2 separate regions of the Ovis canadensis genome follow, and region 2 is linked to region 1. A link is a contact called in public Hi-C data. All regions are on one chromosome and are shown on one strand. Each heading gives the region's core, a stretch centred on a gene start, on an enhancer-like site or on the middle of the called end of the contact. The rest is flanking DNA. Distances are from core to core; before and after follow the strand shown. Region 1 holds the start of IRX3 (iroquois homeobox 3). Region 2 holds the start of IRX5 (iroquois homeobox 5).

Region 1 (4,805 bases), core at 2,256-4,755:
GAGAGAGAAAGAAAAAAATATTCTCAGCTCAATTTAAGTCTCATGGAAAGGGCTTACAACTGTAATTAAATCATTAAATTCTTGTCTACGCTTCACAGAGCGGAGAGAAATTAACTTCCCACCAACCTCATTTTCTATTTGAACATGAAATAATGATTTTCTGCCCGTCTAATTACAAAGCCAACATCTGATCAAGCCAGCATCCAGAGGGGATTATCGCATGCACGAGTATTAGACCTCATTACCAGCTTGAGTGCAAAATTATTACATCTTGTAATTGGATGGTGAGATTTATATACAGATCGGCCCGGTTTCTGTAAGATTGTAATTACAAGCTTCGTTGGTTAGCTACTTATCAGAACTTTGCAGGAAAACAAAACAAATGACTGAGGAAAACGAGCATTTCATTAACCTGTAACCCGAGCGCGGGGGGAGGGAGCGGTGGGAGCGTGCGCCGCGGCGTCTGCAGGAAGCAGAGGGATCGCGGGTCCTCACTACAGCCCAGGGACTTCGGGCCTGGGAGGGAAGGACAGAAGATGGGCCTCGGCGGAGAAACCTAGGGCTACAGCGGCGCCCCCCGATGGGGACGCGTGGGCGCCGTGAGGCCGAGCGAGGAGGGGGCAGGAAGGGGGCCTGGTGACTGGAGTCCCGGGTACAATGCGCCGCTCAGCCCTTGAGCCAGGCGGGACACCGGCCCTGGGCACACGTCGGGCCCGCACCTCCGAGTGTGAGACCCGGGAGCGGTGCAGTGAGTGCGCGCTAAGCCAGTGCTGTGGACGCCCCCTGCTCATTCCCCACACCTTCAGCCGCGTTGAGAGAGCGTCTACAGCAAGCCTCCGAAGCATTTTGTGCTCTGGGAACGTTGGAAGAAAGCGAGATGGTGGAAAAGGGTTTGTGTGCGTTTTTGCGCGCACGACTTTCCCAAATCAACTTCCCATGCACCTGCTTCTCCTCCCTGTGCGAATGTCACTTTGACCCCATCTCTTGGATTAAAACTCCCTGGAAAAGGCTCGGCTGTTTTTGGACCCGTGAGTTCAGTTCAGAGTCGGATTCCACTGGCCTGGTGGCATTGGGGAGCTAGCGCCACGTCGGGGCTCGGCTGCCTAGGGCTCTGGGTCCCGAGGTGGGGCGCGGACCGCCCGGGCTAGGGTCTCCGCTGGAGACTAGGGGAGCGGAGAGGCTGTTCTGCTGAAGACCTGGGGCGCCTGGAGGTTTCTAAATAATCGAGGTCCTTGAGTCCTCATCTGGGTTGGAGGTTCGTCTTCTGGGTCATGGGTCCCCTAGTCCGGCGTGGCTAATTCATTGAGCACAGCTTCGCCCCTTGCCTGGCCTCTTTCCCGCCTCTCACCGTCCAGCGCAGCCAGGTCGATAGCGAGTTACTGCGGGCGGAGGAAGCATCTCCTGTGTTCATTGTTTCTGTTCTTCTCGAAGAGCTGCGCGTTAGACAGGGGCCCAGCGCAGCCCCAGGCTCCCCACTTCAGCATCTCGCTCTTGGCTCTCCCCGGGGTTGGGTCTGGTGCGTCTACCTTGTGCAAACTCTAGGTCTGCGGGCCGTCGAGGCTCCGCGTCTGACACTTAGGGAACACTCCAGGCAATAACGTTACCCTCAATTTTATAACCCTGAGATTTTTCTTGAGTCGGTGAGCCCGTGATTCCCTATGCCACTCGGCTGAGACGGTTAACTGAAAACGAAATCAGGCGCCGGGGAAACATTTCAAAGCTTCCTCTGATACCTCCTCTTCTGGGGAGACTCCAGCTAAGGCCAACACCTGGCACCAGGCAGACGCAGGTGAGTAGAAGGTCAGGGAAGCAGGCTGACTCAGTTTGAGGAGGCCGCACGTTACTCTCCCCTATCGAACCCCAAACCTAGCTGCCCCAAAACTTTCCCTTGTATACCCCCCACCACCACCCAATTTTCTCGGCCTTCATGTCTACTCGAGGCGCCAACCCACACGAAGACTGGTAGAAAGAGGCGGGGAATAGGGGCGAGGTCAAAACCGGGTGTCCACGGGACTCCCAGCGGGGCTCCTTGGAGCCACTGAGACCAGAGACAGCTAGGGCCAAGACTCTCCGATCCCTCCGCTCTTCTAGAATTCGGATTAGATTCTTCTATCAGAGCAAGGCAGCCACTTTCCGCCTCCGATCCGGGACGGGCAACTCCAAGACAGGCACCGCCCGGGGGTTGTCCCGGAGCGCTCCTGCTGCTGGCCTGGCCTGTGCGTGGGTCGCCGCAGCGGCCTAAAGCGTTCAGCCCGGAGTCGCCGCAATACCGGGAATTTCAATCCTCCTCTCGGCTGCACGCCCTAACCTGTGAAGGTGGGCGCGCGGATTCTAAGATTTCAGCTTTGGTTTAGGAAATACTCCACTGTAAAACTTAAGTCTTGCCTCCCATCCCCACCCCCGCGGATGGGAGGACCTCTGCCGAAGGAAAACAGGTTGGCGCGGAGACCCCGGGAGCAGGAGAAGGGGGAGGGAAACGAAGAATCTCTACGGCTCGAAAATTCCAGCATATTAACTTTTCCAAGCGCTCGCTGAAAGTTCCTGGAGCCTCCGCCACCCGGCTCCCTGCTCCTGCCCCATCCCACGCCGGCTTAGGGCTCCGGCGGGCTCCGTCTCCCTGACATCGTTCCCCAGGATGCCTGAGGTGTCCACTCTGCAGCACCGCCCTCCCCCAACACACACGCCATTTCTAAGGAAGGATTCTGCACCCTGACATCCGCGTGGCGTGAACGTGGTTAACTGCAGGATTTAGTCCTCTGGGAAGGGGGCTACCTCGCCTCCCCGCCCCACCCCGGGCAGTGAGACAGTCCTCGAAGACTCCCTTAAAGCACACGCCCCCACTTCCCTCACGCCTCTTCCACCCCCTCCCTAAGCCACTAAGAGTGGCCGAGAGTCTAGAGGTGCGAGCTAGAAAGCGGGCCGGGGCAGAGTAAAGTCCCAGCGCCTGCCCCGGACCAGGGTCTGTCTGGTCCTGACCCAGATCCCACGCGCTGGGGCAGGGGGAGAGGCACCGAGAGGCGAGAGCGAGAGGGGTGAGCTGACCCAGTGCTAACCCCGGTCCCCGCGCCTCCCGCGCCCCCTTCCGCCGCGGGCCAGAGGGGGCGGGAAGGGACTCGCTGCGCGGGGGCTCCCGCCCCCGCCCCGCCCCGCCCCGCGCGCCTTCTCTGCGGGGTGGGCGGCCTCGCCTGCAGGGCGCCCAGGCGATTGGCGACTCGCGAAGGAGACGCGAGGAAAAGTCGAATAAGAGGGCGCGACGTCAGACCCGAGATTTGGGGAAGGGCGAGGGAGGGGGCGAGGGCGGGGACGGACACACCGACACAGATACGGACACACACACACCCTCCCCCCCACCCCACCCTACCCCCCGCGCACGGCACCCCGAGTGTCCACAAGTTTGGGCCGCCTTAACCCAAAGCTCAGAGGCCGGGGGGATGGGAGTGTGGGGAGTGTGGTGTGTGTACAGAGAAAATAGATTTTAAAAAGAAAGAGTGACGGGAACAGAAAGGGGAGAGAAAGGAACAGCGAGAAAGGGAAAGACGAGAAAGAGTTCCGTAGTCCAGGAGCGTGAAAGAGCCCGAAGGAGCGGAAGCGATCCTGGGGGGAAGAGGAGCGCAGAAAGGGGAGGAGAGAGGAAGGGCGAGGAGGGGGAGTGAAAACTAGAGGAGGGCGAAGGAAGCGAGGCGCGACACTGCTCGGGGAGAGGAGGGCAGCGAGGAGCCAGGCGCGGGCAGAGGCAGCTCCGGCGGCCGAGAGGAGGGAGCGCGGCGCAGAGAGGAGGGGCTTGTGGGCCCGTAGAAATGTCAATCAGATTCCGGAGCCCCGGGAATCTCCGCCAATCTGTTCGGACCTGACCTGGCTCCTCGCCGCCGCCGCCGCCGCCGCCGCCGCCGCCGCCGCCCCGGAGCAGATCGATAGGCGAACGCGGAGCGCAGCGCAGCGCGGAAGGCAGCGCGGCCGCAGCCGGGCCCAGCCCCCGATGTGCCCCGGAGCCCGCGGGCGGCGCTGAGCTGGGCGGCCCCGGGGGGCAGGGCCCCCTCTCTGTCCGTGCCCCGCGGGCCACCATGTCCTTCCCCCAGCTCGGATACCAGTACATCCGCCCGCTCTACCCACCCGAGCGCCCGGGGGCCGCCGCCGGCGGTGGCAGCGCTGGGGCCCGGGGCGGCCCGGGAGCCGGCGCCTCGGAGCTGGCTGCCTCGGGGTCCCTGTCCAACGTGCTCTCGTCCGTGTACGGGGCGCCCTACGCCGCGGCCGCAGCCGCAGCCGCAGCCGCCCAAGGCTACGGCGCCTTCCTGCCCTACGCCGCCGAGCTGCCCATCTTCCCTCAGCTGGTAAGTGCCCTGGGAGCCGCGGAAGGGGGGTTAGAGCTGGGGCGCCGGACGAGGTGTGCGCGCTCAGTAGACTGGCGCGGCCTGGGCCGGGCGGGTGGAGGCGGCGACGGCCGGGGCTCATCCTCGCTCCCTCCGCGCGCGTCCCTTCCTTGTCCATGTGCGTACAGGGCACGCAGTATGAGCTGAAGGACAGCCCCGGGGTGCAGCATACGGCCGCGGCCACCGCGTTTCCACACCCGCACCCCGCCTTCTACCCTTACGGCCAGTACCAGTTCGGGGACCCGTCCCGGCCCAAGAACGCCACCCGAGAGAGCACCAGCACGCTCAAGGCCTGGCTCAACGAGCACCGCAAGAACCCCTACCCCACCAAGGGCGAGAAGATCATGCTGGCCATCATCACCAAGATGACCCTCACCCAGGTGTCCACCTGGTTCGCCAACGCGCGCCGGCGCCTCAAGAAGGAGAACAAGATGACCT
Region 2 (4,813 bases), core at 144-2,643, 620 kb before region 1:
TAGAAACAAGGGTAGTGAGCAAAGGAAGTCAAGGAATTTTTTTCCCCCCCAGAGAAAGGCAAACGAAGATTCAAGCCTTGTCCCTGGCACCCCCTCCCCTCCAAAAGTGTTATCCCAAACCGAAGCCACGGCGCTTTTCCAGAAAGTGCACCCGGCCGAAAAATCCCGGATGCACCGCAGCTCGCCCGACTTTTCAGAAATTTAATACCTCCAAATCGGATTGCGAAGATAGGATTACGGATTTGCAACATTTTGGAGGACTAATTAAAGGCGAGGCCAAACACATTTACACAGACCGAGCACGCTTCTGTTCAGATTTCGGATCTATTTCTTTTGAACTACTTTTCGCCAAATGGCCAAACCCCCCAAAATGAAATAGAGTAAAATGTGCAGGACGGCCTAGAGCTCACGTTTGAACCAAATGTTGCTCTTTGAAGCGACCTCTCCCCCCAAAAACCCCTTCCGCCAAGTTAGCGATCTGAGCAAGACGCGGCTCTCCTCTCCGTGCAACTCCTGAGCCCGAAACCCGGGAGAAGCCGAGAGAGACAATCGCCCAAGTTCGCAGGGGCCGCGAGGCTCGGCGGGACGGTCCGCGGTGAAGCCGAGGCCCGTGTCCCCCGCAACCCCCGCCCGCCACGCGCGGCCCCAGCTGCCCTCGCCCGCCCAGGCTCCCGCTCACTTACCACGTACGAAGAGAAGGCGGCGGCGGCTGCCGCCGCGGGATCGGCACCGTACTGGAGGTGCGAGTTGTAGCCCGGCGAGGGCGCCGTGAAGGCGGTGGAGCCGGCGTAGGGCGAGAACGCGGAGCCCGACGACGAGCGGCCGAGCTCATCCGTGCGGGGCCCCGAGATGACGCTGGTGCTGTACGCCGGGCAAGAGTAGAGCGCCAGCGAGGCGGACGGCTGGTACAAGTAGCCCTGCGGGTAGGACATGGCCACACACGGGCATGGGGCGCTCCGCGCCGCGGCCGCCAACGAGCCGGGCGGCGCCCTGCGAGGGCGAGCGGGCGGGCACCTGGTCTCCGGCTGCCCCGGGCCGCTGCTCCTCGGGCCCCGGCTCCCGGGCTCCGGCCCGCGGCGCCTCCTCGCTGGCTTCCCGCGCGCCTCTGGCTGCGACCGATGAGCCCGCTCCTCTGCGCGCCTCGCTCCTCCCGGCAGGGTTTCCCCCCCTCCCTTGTTGCTTTCTCTTTTTCCCCCTCGCTCTTTGCACTGGGGGGCTCCGCTTTTGGCTTCGCAAAGGTCCTGCCAAGATGCTAAGTTGGAAATTGAGGATTCTGACGCCTTGTGCGCGCCTGAAGCTCCTCCTTCCCGGGGTGTAGTCGGTGGGAGGACTGGCAGGAGCCTCTGGGCGGCCGCAGCCAACCCGGCCGCCAGGCGCTCCTCGTCCTCTCCCTCTTCCTCCCCGGCTCCCTCTCCCGCTCGCTGGCGCTCCCCTCGCCCCTCCCTAGCGCCCGCCTCTCCTCCGCGGCCCTCCTCTCCCCCCTCCTCTTATTCCTCCCCCCCCCCTCCCCTCATCGGTCTCTCCCTCTCTCTCACTCAGACTCTCGAGCGCCGGCCCCAGGATGACAATCACATCCCAGGCGCGACTATCTCTTCCAACTTTCCTCCCCTGCTAAGTCGGGGAGGAGGAGCGGCGGTTCCGACACAAGCGGGCCCTGGTGGCCGGTCCGCGTTCCGACGCACAAAGGGAACGAGGCAGCGGACCACGCGCCAGCGAACGCTCTGCTTTTTCTACGCCACAGTAAATCGCGGAGTTAGCGGATTTCTTGTTCGCGAGGAGGCTGGGCTCCAAAGCGGATCGCTGTCCACCCTCCCCTGGTTTCTCCCCCTAGTTAAAGGACCCACGAGAGCGCTGGAGACCCAGATGGATGCCAGCGTTCAGGGCGCTGGGAGTCCGGGGTGACTATCCTCCACCAGCAGCAGCAGGTGGGCGAGAGACAGGCCTTGGACATCTGCACGTCTCCGGCTCAGCCTCCCGTCCACCAACTCCCCGCCAGACGGCGAGGGAGGAGACACTGGGGACCCAGTACTACGGGGGGGAGCCTTTCTCTAGAGAGGTTGTGGGCAAGAGCTGCCAGACGGAGGAGAAGCAGCTACACTGGAGTAAGTCTCTGGACTCCATTACGCCCTCTCCCACAATGGCTCGCTGCCCCTTTCTTGGGGCTTTGCATCACCGGCAGCTCGCCCCTCCAGGCCGGTGGTGACGGTGGTGGAGAGTGCGGGTCCTCTTCCAGTTCGCACGCTCACTCGCTCGCACCCGCCCACGCTTCACCGCTAACAGTCCGCGGGGGAGTAACCAACCCAACCACTGTTTGTTCAGCGAGGCGCTGGCAAGGCAAACACAACTGAGTCACAGGCCGAGCCCTTGCCCACGAAGGCCACACAGAATACAAAATAGACCTTTTGCCTGTCTCTACACCCAGCGCCACCGCAAGCCACAGAAGCACTCGAACTCTGGGACAGACAGGGGCGCTGGTGAACCAGGACAGGGGCTGGCACAGTTTTGGGCACTCCAGTAGATCAGGGACTTTGTGGCTTTTATAATGCAGTCACACGGAAGCCGAAGTATACCTAGACACAAAGTTTCCCTCAATGACTCTGACAGTTGAGATACTTTTATTTCCTAAGTTCCAACCGGGTCTGGCACACAAGCCTAGTCTCCAGACCCGCACTCTGCAGCGCGACTTCACGCACGCGCGCAGACTCCTCCCCGTCAGTTCTCCCAGGCCCCGCCCCTCAGGCGGATATTCTCCTACAACTTCTGAAATCGCCCGGCCCCATCCCTCCCTGCCTTCGCCTCTAATTGGACGCTGGCCTCTATAGGCTCCGCCCCTCGGCGACGTGAGCCCGCTTCCCTCCGAGTCTAGGCGCCGAGGGGGCGGGGCGGGGCGGGGCGTCGGCGCCCTATTGTCATGGAGACGGGAAGCCGGCGGCGGCGGTGGCGGGCATAGCCCAGCTGAGGTGGCAGCGAACCGGCCGCGACTGAGGCGAGGCCGAGCAGCCCCGCGCGCGCGGAGGCGATCGCTGGCGGCCTCTCAGCAGCCAAGGGGGCAGTGTCCTCCGGGGCTCGGGCTAGGCCGGGGTGATCGCGGGGAGTGCCCAGGAGCGTCCCCGCCTGCTTGCGTCGCTCCCGCTCTTGCGGCCCTTCAGCTCCCCAACGCCCGCCCCCGGCTCCGCCCGCTGCCGCCGCCGCCGCCGCAGCCCCTCGCGCTAACGGTCGGTAGCGGCCCGCGCGCGCCGCCCGCCGGGGGCTCGCGCCAGCCACGAGGGAGCGTCCGCGGCTCAAGCTCCCGCGCTGCGGAGGAGAGGTGAGCCCCGCGTCCATCCTGCCACCGCGTACCCTCTGCGTCTCGGCCGGGCTTCCTGCCTCTCGAGCCGCGTCCACGTCCGCCCGTGGACGGGATGGACGTGGTGGTGCCCTGCGCCCCTCCGGGCTCTCGGTAGGCATGGGCCGCGTGAACGTTGGGCGGGATTCTCGTGGTGTGACGGTCCCCCCAGCGGGCGGGCGTGGGCGTGGTCCCCTCCATCCACGCGCGGCGACTTCACCCCCTCGGCTCTGGTCCAGGATTCTGATCTCGGAAATGGAGCCCTGGAGGTTTGTGCCACCGAGAATCTGAATCTGTCAACACAGACATCCTCATTACATCATCCTGCCACTCTGGGCAGCCCCCACTCCCCCCACCCCACCCCCCGCCAAAGCACACACACACACCATACTTCCCGCCCCCGCACCCCCCGGTTTTCTAATACTGTCTTCTTTTTGGTGTCAAGGGCTTGGAGAGAATCCTGAAAGATATTGAAGCATTTAGAATTTATGGTTCTGTTGCTGTGGTTGTCACCTCCGCTCTGCGTCAAATTTGAGACTCATTTCTTAAGGATGTCTCTATTTTCTGCTTTATTTGCACATTGATGGCTCTGCTGCTCCGCCGGCCGCCGCCGCCCGCGTCTGCGATAGACTCGTGTTAATATGCTAGAGGGAAGAGCTGATCATTAGCAGGCAGGCGGGATTCAGATAGCATCTGGCGGGTTTTCTCCGTTTTCATGTGAAAGCCTTCCGTTTTTGCTGGTAAACCCGAGGTTTTAACTTTTAGCCTTGGATGCATTCCTTTCTCTCCCCTCCCTCCTTTTTCCACTTTATTCATCAGCTTTCCAGTTTGGGAGCCTGCTTACTTTTAGCAGTAGTTTAACTCATCTCCTGTCACTGAAGCTTTCTCCCCCCGGCAGGCAGGAACTAACTCCCTCTGGTTCCAGGTTACCAAGACGATTCTTTTTCTTTTCCGCTTACTGGTGCATTTGTATCTTTCTGAACATTTGCACTTAGGTTAGGGCTAGGCATGCCTTGATCTTAATGAAAGACTTTAAAACATTCTAATTTTAAAACTTCCTAAGGGTTTATTGGTTTGTCATGTCTGCACGGATCCTGTTACGCATTACTCTTAAAATTTAGAGCTTTAAAATAACAGACACAATCGTATTGCTAAAACATGGTGTGGAGCTTGCTCCTAGAGTTTGGGCTGCACAGTTGTCATTGTTTAAATCGAGTGCAAAAGAGGTTATTCTTGTTTATTTAGTGTAATAACTGTTTACAGTAAAAACTTTAAAGACTTATAAAAGTAGATCTGTATTTTAAAAGATCTCATCATTCTTGTGGGAGAGACACAACACAGGCTAGGAAAGGCAACAGATTGTTTCTGTCATATCGCTTTGCTGTTTTGGAGTGTACTTAAAGGATTATGATTGATAAGGCTGTCTTGCCAGAGAATGTTGACACAGGTGTGCATCGTTATCTTAATTAAGATCCTGAGAAAATGTTG

Evidence for each region. Hi-C and Micro-C count contacts between places; a contact is called where the count stands out from the background.
Region 2: a Hi-C map of fibroblasts shows a contact between it and region 1, with 4 times the contacts expected there. The contact joins the promoter of IRX5 here to the promoter of IRX3 in region 1. A contact is called at or near these places in 2 of 2 Hi-C or Micro-C datasets (fibroblasts and lung).

What each region holds. Positions count from the first base shown.
Region 1 is chr14:35,780,710-35,785,514 of ARS-UI_OviCan_v2, reverse strand. IRX3 (iroquois homeobox 3) reads left to right here and starts at 3,505. Exons shown (of 4, transcript XM_069552796.1): 1 at 3,505-4,328; 2 at 4,496-4,805. The coding sequence starts at 4,062.
Region 2 is chr14:36,400,042-36,404,854 of ARS-UI_OviCan_v2, reverse strand. IRX5 (iroquois homeobox 5) reads right to left here and starts at 1,393. Exons shown (of 5, transcript XM_069549858.1): 1 at 684-1,393. The coding sequence starts at 932. LOC138418453 reads right to left here and starts at 3,947. Exons shown (of 2, transcript XM_069549855.1): 1 at 3,712-3,947; 2 at 2,593-3,618. The coding sequence starts at 3,714. The coding sequence ends at 2,863. It overlaps LOC138418454 (a long non-coding RNA gene), which reads left to right and starts at 2,890. Exons shown (of 12, transcript XR_011248586.1): 1 at 2,890-3,307.